2 separate regions of the Triticum aestivum genome follow, and region 1 is linked to region 2. Evidence: chromatin contacts called from public Hi-C data. All regions are on one chromosome and are shown on one strand. The core of a region is the stretch at or near the end of the contact, and the rest is flanking DNA. Distances in the headings are between cores, read along the strand shown.

What was found. Hi-C and Micro-C count contacts between places; a contact is called where the count stands out from the background.
Region 1: a contact with region 2 is called in a Hi-C map of root, with 5 times the contacts expected there. The contact joins the promoter of LOC123134540 here to the enhancer-like site in region 2. A contact is called at or near these places in 2 of 5 Hi-C or Micro-C datasets (leaf and root).

The regions. Positions count from the first base shown.
Region 1 is chr6B:602,844,398-602,848,441 of IWGSC CS RefSeq v2.1, forward strand. LOC123134540 reads left to right here and starts at 1,736. Exons shown (of 1, transcript XM_044553776.1): 1 at 1,736-2,662. The coding sequence starts at 1,869. The coding sequence ends at 2,399.
Region 2 is chr6B:602,612,594-602,616,222 of IWGSC CS RefSeq v2.1, forward strand. No RefSeq gene overlaps it. Among protein-coding and RNA genes, the nearest start is that of TRNAK-UUU, 29 kb to the left of the region's middle. Within about 2 kb of position 1,473, at least 8 of the 8 cell types and tissues checked have an H3K27ac peak or open chromatin away from gene starts, as enhancers often do. A contact at or near this core is called in leaf and root, where this site is marked.

The DNA of each region.
Region 1 (4,044 bases), core at 486-2,985, 230 kb after region 2:
CGCCGTGTAGTATCACTCCTCCCATGTCTGCGATCACGCCATCTGTCGCCAACATTCTCGTAACCGCACCCTACCGACGGAGAAAGAAGCCGGCTTCACGGAGATCGACAAAACGGTGGTGCGCACGTCCGCGTCTGCCACCATCATCGAGGAGATGTAGAACATGGGAGACCACCGCCGCTTGGGTCCCATGAAGGCCACTACCGAGGCGAAGCTGGCGTACACGGGTGGTGTCTTGTCCGATCGCAGGTCACTGTCGTCTCCTTCCCCTCCGGCTGAAGCACATCCCGGCGGTTCCACTTCGATTAGCGACGTTGCCTAATATAGAAAAGCAAACCACACTTTACGCTAAAGCATATACCTTCGGGGCTCACGGCAGTCTGATGAGCCGGGACATGAAGAAAACATGGGCAGTCGACCGTCAGTCATCCCCTACTCCTTGGGCTTGCTGTGGCCCATTGCTGATCGATCGGTCGATCTTATCCAAACATGCAGACTCGGCCAGGTCCATGTGCTTTCTTTCCTTCTCTTTTGAAGTGGGGCGGTCAATAGCAGTAGCAGTCCTTTCTCAAATCCTCCCTATATCCAAGACAAAAGTGAAACCTGGTCATCAATCTAAAAAGAAGAATCGACAGCCATGATCAAACTGATATTTGAACAGCCAATTTGCTGTGATCGGCCTGGAGCTGCGGCCACAAGGAAGAAATCCAGGCCGCTACTTGGCCTGGACACGAAGAAAGATAGACCAACCCTGGTCTACAGCCAGCAGTATAGCACAGGTACAGCCAGCAGTGCAATGATCATGCTGCGTAAGTACGCACGACGGTGTGCAGCCGATGTTTGGACGGTGCTACTGATCTGACCATACATGCATGGCACAAAGTGGAGGTCGACCGCTGGATCAAAGCATCGTCCAATGTTCGGCCAGTGGGTGTCGGCTGCTCAGTAGTTCCGATTCCTTAATCAATAGAGGCGGTGCAGCTGCAAGCAAAACCTCGTGCCGGCGAATCCGCGGGACGTTCGCAGCGCAAATGGCACGTAGAGGACCTAGCACGCCGCTCGCAACTGCTTCACACGACCGGCGGCAGCAAGATCTCCCGGTCCTCGTCACCCGCAGGACAAAGCGCAGGCGGCCGCCCGACCCCGACGTGTCCCAGCCAGCTTCGTCCCCCCTGCGTCCGCGCTGTCGTTCCGATCCCACCTGGCGCACTTCACCGTTAATTAAAGCGAAAGGCGCAGATAATGTGATCATTTTGGATAACAAAGCATGGGATGAATCTGAATCTCATGTGACTAATAACGCACTATGCAGATCGTCGTCAGAAACAACCGTGAAGCAGCCCGAAGCCGAATGCTTCTCCAATTCTATCTGCGGATAATAATAGAAGATGCACAGCCTGTTGATCGGACCTAGTACTAGGAAGGACCGTGCCATGTTTATCACGACTCCAAGTGGACAGTAGTACCAACGAGTAACCTCTTTGCTGATCCGCGGCGAGACGAGGGAGAAAAGTAGTAAGCGTGTCTTTTCTTTCCCATCATCAGGATATAAGCAAGCGTGTCAGTGTTTTTTTAAGAGATTTTTTTTTTTGGCGAACGTTGGGTTGGGATAGAGGGATGGTCAGGGCCCCGCGAATTCCGGCCCACGTCAGCCGGCCGCGCCCACCGTTGACTCCCCCACCCCCGCCCACGGTCTGCCCGCGGGTGGCCTCCCGATAAAAGGCCCGCACGCCATACGCTGCCACGACACGGCGCAACTGCACAACAGACCGAAGAAACGCACAGCCGCAAAGAGACCAGACCCAACCGCATCGGCCCGGCGGCGCAGGGGTTTCCTTCCTTCCACGATCCACGGTCGCGGCGAGGCGATGGACGCCGACCACGGCGGCGGGGTGGACGAGGCGGAGGCGGCCTTCTTCGCGCGCCGGGGCAGCCGGTGCTGCTGCTTCCCCTGCTGGCCCTCCTCCACATCCTCCTCGTCCTCCGCCCTCTCCCACCAGCGCGTCGGCGGGGCGGCGGCGACGCTGGGCGGGGAGGAGGAGCACTGGTGGCAGGGCGCGGTGGACGCGCTGCTCAAGGTGCGGGAGTGGTCGGAGCTGGCGGCGGGGCCGCGCTGGAAGACCTTCATCCGCCGCTTCGGGCGCGGCCCCGGCGGGCCCCGCCCGCACCACAACTTCGGCGGCCGCAAGCTCAACTACGACGCGCTCAGCTACGCGCTCAACTTCGACGAGGGCCACGGCGCCACCCCCGAGGCCGGCGACCACGCCGGCGGCTACCGCGACTTCTCCTCCCGCTTCGCCGCCCCGCCCGCCTCCGCCAAGTCCTCCATGGACCTCGGCGGCCGCGACGCGCCGCCGCTCTTCCACCCGCCGCCCGCCGACGGGGCCCCACGGGCCTGACCGCTCCTCCGCCCCCTCGGATCGCGCCACAGGAAAAGGAAAGGTATCGCTCGACGGTGGTGGTCAAACTTCAAAGCGTGGCAAAAAGACGGTGGCCTTTTCTCGGATGGTTCGGCTCCATAGGACGGGATGCGGATGGGGATCGTTTCTTTCTTCCAGTTCTTTCTCTCCTCCCCTGCTGCTCCCATGATTGATTGTTCGTCGCTGTATAAAGAAAAACAAAGAAGAAGAGAAGCGATTGCTACATTCGTTGTCGTACTTAATCAAGTTTTGTCCCCAATTACGGCTGATAATTTCTTCGTGTTTGATTTTGCGAATGGTTGGTCAGTGACTTCTTGGCGTCGCATTAGCAATTTCGCCGTTGTTTTGCATAAACAAAAGTTGAGTGTCCGGCCGGAAACTTGGGCGATTGGTAAGAAGAAGAGGAATTCTGAGCGGAATTCTAAAAGCTTGGCGTGTTCCAGCTGGGACTGATTGCGACCCAAGAAACGACGGGAGACCTCTGGCTGGAGGCGTTCAGCCGAGATAGAGATGCTTGTCGCGACCGAGCACGTCTTACCAGAGAAGACGGCCGTGATCTTGTGACGCATGTCCCCACTTTTGGAGGTGTTCCACGGCCTGATGCATGTGAACGATCATCAATCACTGTTACTCCTCGCTGTGAATTGGATGGTCAAGTAGAGAATTGATGTGAATTCATCGCGCCAACCGTGATCTGAAGAGAATCATGGACCGCAGCATCGAATTCCAGACACACAGGTTTGCTTGATGTTAACCTCCAACCATCCATCGCCGGACCAGAATAGAATGCTTCTGGGTTGTCGTGTGGATACAGGTCGCATTGGAGCAGAAAATACGTACAAACTACTCTTATCATCCACTTTGAATGGTATAGTGGTTTCCTTCCTGGAGTACGCAGACCAGCTTTGACAATATGAAAACCATACGACATACTCATCAATCATGATCAGGTATTCAGGTGTATGAATATGTGTGACATCTTAACTTTGTCATGACCCACGTCTGTGACGAGCTCATGCAATGCTGTCCATTTCAATCATGCATGGGAATGAATAATAATCCTAGTCTCAGGGCTTTGTTAGGTACTGCAATGCTGATCTGTGCCGAGTGTTCCGCCATCAGATTTTGTAAGGGACGAACCTGGCTTTCCAACAGAAACTATATATTGTAAGCTGTATCATATCATCAGATATGGCAACTAACAGCAGCAACTGAAAACTATGGTGTAAACAATGCTGATGCACTGCCGTATCAGCATCTGGTTGATGATTGCAGTAGCTGTGTGGGCATTTGGTATGTTCATCCTAGTAGTAGTTGAACACTAATCATTTCCACGCCAAATAATTTAGTAGACTAGTACTAGCTCACATCTCAAAAGCAAACTGCTGGAATTATTGTCGGCATCTCCGGCTGTTTAATCAGTATGGGTGTGTGTGTGGAGGGCTGTCAGTTGTCACCTCTTCTTGCTGTCTGATTAAGTATGCTAGCTATCATGATATGATAATCTGATAACGTACATAACTTGCACTGTTCCACACCACTTACAGCTAGTACTGTCAGATAACAACATTATAAAATCTTGAGTGCAGCCAGAAGCCTAGCTAGCAATCGCCACCTGGGGCGC
Region 2 (3,629 bases), core at 223-2,722:
GCTCAAGGAGCACTCTATACCAGATATACCAGATACACTCAGACATGCAGCAGTAGGAGTATTACCTCTCCGAAGAGCTCCGAAGCTGGGTATACCACCGCGTGCTACTCGCATACCCGCTCCCGGTCCTATCAGCAACAGTCTTACCCTCACACTAAGCCCTTGTGGTATATGTCGTCTTGCAACACCCCCCGTGAGAATGCCACGACATTTGGCGCCCACCGTGGTGTGGTACTACTACTACGCTACCACGCTGCTGCTGGTTTCGCAGTCCGGGCGGGACCACTTTCGTCATCATCGCGACGTCGTGCCGTCTCTCTAATAGCGGTCGGGGGCTCGACATCGACATGCCCCCGGAATGGCCGTGAGGGGCGGCGTGACCTCGCCATCGGCCTTGCCTTCTTCACCACCACCGCAACGCCGACCGTCCGTCCGCGTGCGTGCTGCGCGCGGGGCCTCGTTTCGGTCGGCCGTGGCCATCCACGCGTCGCTCGCGTCTGCTTCCCTCCGCGTTGCGCCTTGCTCCTGCCGAAACGAGTGCTCGCCCCTCCATATGCTATCTTTGCGAGCTAGCTAGAGGCATGTCAAACAATGGTCAAACCATGCCATACACTACCGATTTTTCGTCAAAAGAGACCCCATATTGGGTTAAAATGACAAAAAAACCACCTATGAATCAAATCGACAAAAAAAAAACCCTCGCCATGGCGGCAGGTGCGCCAGGCGACACGTGGCACCTGCCGCCATGATGTGAGGCAGCCAGCCCCGCCGCCACGCTGCCAGGCGGCCAGTCCCTCGCTACGTGATTCCAGGCCGGCGACGGAACGGGGACGGGCTCGTGGGCCTGGCCGTCACAGTATGAGGCGGCCGCACTGCTGCTGCCTGACAGCTTCTGCCGCACGCGACGAAGGGGTGGGCCCCGCCGCCACGCCCTGTGGCGGCCGCACTGCCGCTGCTGCACGCGGGCCGATCGGTGCCAGCCCCAGGACGGTCTGTGTGGGCTACGTGTCGAGACGTCACTAGCTAGAGCATGCTACAGTACACGCGTATAAATTTATGTTGATCTGTGTGCAAGACTACACCGCATTGACAATGCATGCTGCTCCATACAGGCGAATAGAACACTGTGTCCATTGAGGACGACGCATCACGTCATGGGAAAACATACATATACTATTGCAAAAACAAAAAGCCTTAGGTATATATGTTGCAGGCATGGATGGGATGGATAATTGTATCATGCAGATTCCGGGCTACGACACTTCTCGCGACGGCATGTAGAGCAGCAGTGCGGCCGCCCCAGGCCGTGGCGGCGGGGCCCACCCCTCCATCGCGTGCGGCAGCAGCGCTGTCAGGCAGCAGCAGTGCGGCCGCCTCATACGGTGGCGGCCGGGCCCACGAGCTCGTCCCCGTTCCGTCGCCGGTCTGGAATCCCATAGCAAGCAACTGGCAGCATGGCAGCGTGGCCGGCCGCCTCACGTCATGGCGGCAGGTGCCACGTGTTGCCTGGCGTGCCTGCCGCCACGGCGAGGGGGTCTTTTTTGTCAATCTTACTCAGAGGTGGTCTTTTTCGTCATTTCAATCCGGCAGGTAGTCTCTTTTGACAAAAAATCATACACTACCTATACGTTGGTTAGCCAGATAATCCCCAGACACAAGCCAGACAATGGTCATCTCTTACGCGGATAGTAGTCAGATAATGGCTATACATTAGTCAGATGCTACTCGAATAAATCCCATAGTCTGGCTGCCCCGTCCGCGCTGCTACTTCCTCATACGCGCATCACCACCACCGGCCGCGGCCGCTCTCGTGCGGCTGGCCAGGCCGCCGTGCTGCTCAAGCACAGGCCTTCCCTCGAGGCGCCAGCGCCTCGCTCTGCTCCTCTGCACCGTGCAGCTACCGCGCCGGCCCCCTGCGGTCGCCTTCTCCTCCTGCGCGCGGCTCCGCTCGTGGCCCGGCCGCCTGCCTGCCGGTCCGCAGCTGTCAACGCCCGCGGTCACCCCGGATCACCTCTGCTCTGCACGCGTGCGCGCAGCCTCCGCCCCGACGTCCCGGCTCCCCGCCCGCGGACGGTTTCGGGACGCTGGCGCTGCCCCGACCCCGTGCGCGGCTCCCCCAGCACCCGGCGACTCGGCCGACTCCTCCATCGCCCCGCCTCGCCTCCGCCGAGTCCGCGCCGGCTCCGCCCGTCCCGGCCGCCTGCAGGCTTGCGCAGGTCGGCTGCCCATCCGCCTGCCGGCTTCCGGCGACCCGGCCTCCACCGCGCTCGCTCCCGGCGATGCCCCGCGCGCCTCACCCGGCTACCGCCCCTGCTGTGGCCCGGTCGCCTACGCCATGGCTGGGCCGCTGCCGCCGGGTCGCCCCGCGCCCCTGCGGGCTCACGCTCCTCCGCTCGTCGCCCTCTCCGGCCGCAGCGCCGGGCCCGGCCTCATCTGCCGCCTGCTGGCTCCGCCTCCGCCCACGGCCGGGTCGCGCTGCCGGATCCGCTTCTGCTCGCGGCCAGGGGCCCGCGCTGGCCGGCCTCCCGTGCCGCCCACCGGACCTGCCCGCTCGGCCGGCTCCCGCACTGGACGGCTCCACTGCCGCCCTGCGCCCATCCGCGCTAGCCGCCTGCTATCGGCCCGCGCGCGCGACGGCTCCACCTCGAGCCCGGCCGCGTCCGGCTCCCTAGCGCCGCCCCGCACCCGGCCGGGTCCAGCTCCCTCCTCGCAGGCGTCTCCTCCGCTGGACGGCTCCACCAGCAAGCCGGCCCCGAGCCCGGCCTCCTCTCGCCCCCCCGCTGGCCTCCAGAGCACTTGCCGGCTCGCGGTCTCTTCGGCCGCCTCCCGTGGCGCCCGCGCGACCCGGCCGGCCGGCTCCCGCGCTCGCCGGTTTCCCTGGAACCCGGCCCCGTGCCGGCTCGGCCTCGCCGCCTCCAGCCGGCGACCCGGCGCTTGGCCGGCTCCGCCCTGCATCCCGGCTGGCCGCCTCCGTCCGCCAACCCGGCGCTTGGCCGGCTCCGCCTCGCCTGCCATCTCCACCTCGCGGGCGCTGCGTCTCCATCGGCTCGCACCCGCGGCCCGGCCTCGCCATCTCTGCCGGCCCCCGCGTCGAGTCCCCGCACCCGCGCCGGGTCCCCGCACCCCGTCGTCTCCGCCGGCTCCGCCCCGAGTGCTCGGCCACCAGCGCCGCGGCTGCCGCGTGCTCCTCCGCCCGCGCCGGCTGTGGCCCCGTGCTGGCCCGGCCGCCTGCCGGCTTTGGCCGGTCGCCTCCCGACCTCCTCCAGCCGCTCCTCCTCGCCCGCGCTGCTGCCGTCCGGCTACGTGCCGCGCCCGACGCCCCAGTCGGCCCTCGCTGTCCGGGTTCCCACCCGGCTGCAAAGAAAGAAAAAGAAAGGGGGAGTGGGTGTCGGCTGGAGAAAGAAAGAGAAAAGAAGCAGGAGGGTTGGACCCGACCAGAGAAAAGTCAGAAGGCCGGCTCGCCAAAAAAAAGAAGCTGTGTCCGACAACTCAAAGCCGGCTGGGAGAAAAGAGAGAAGTGGCCGGGTGCCCAGCCGGCCGTCCGAAAAGTCAGACCGGGTCCCCAGCCGGCTGACTGTAAAAAAAAAATATGCCGGCTGAATATGGGTCCAGCTGCAAAAAGAAAAGAA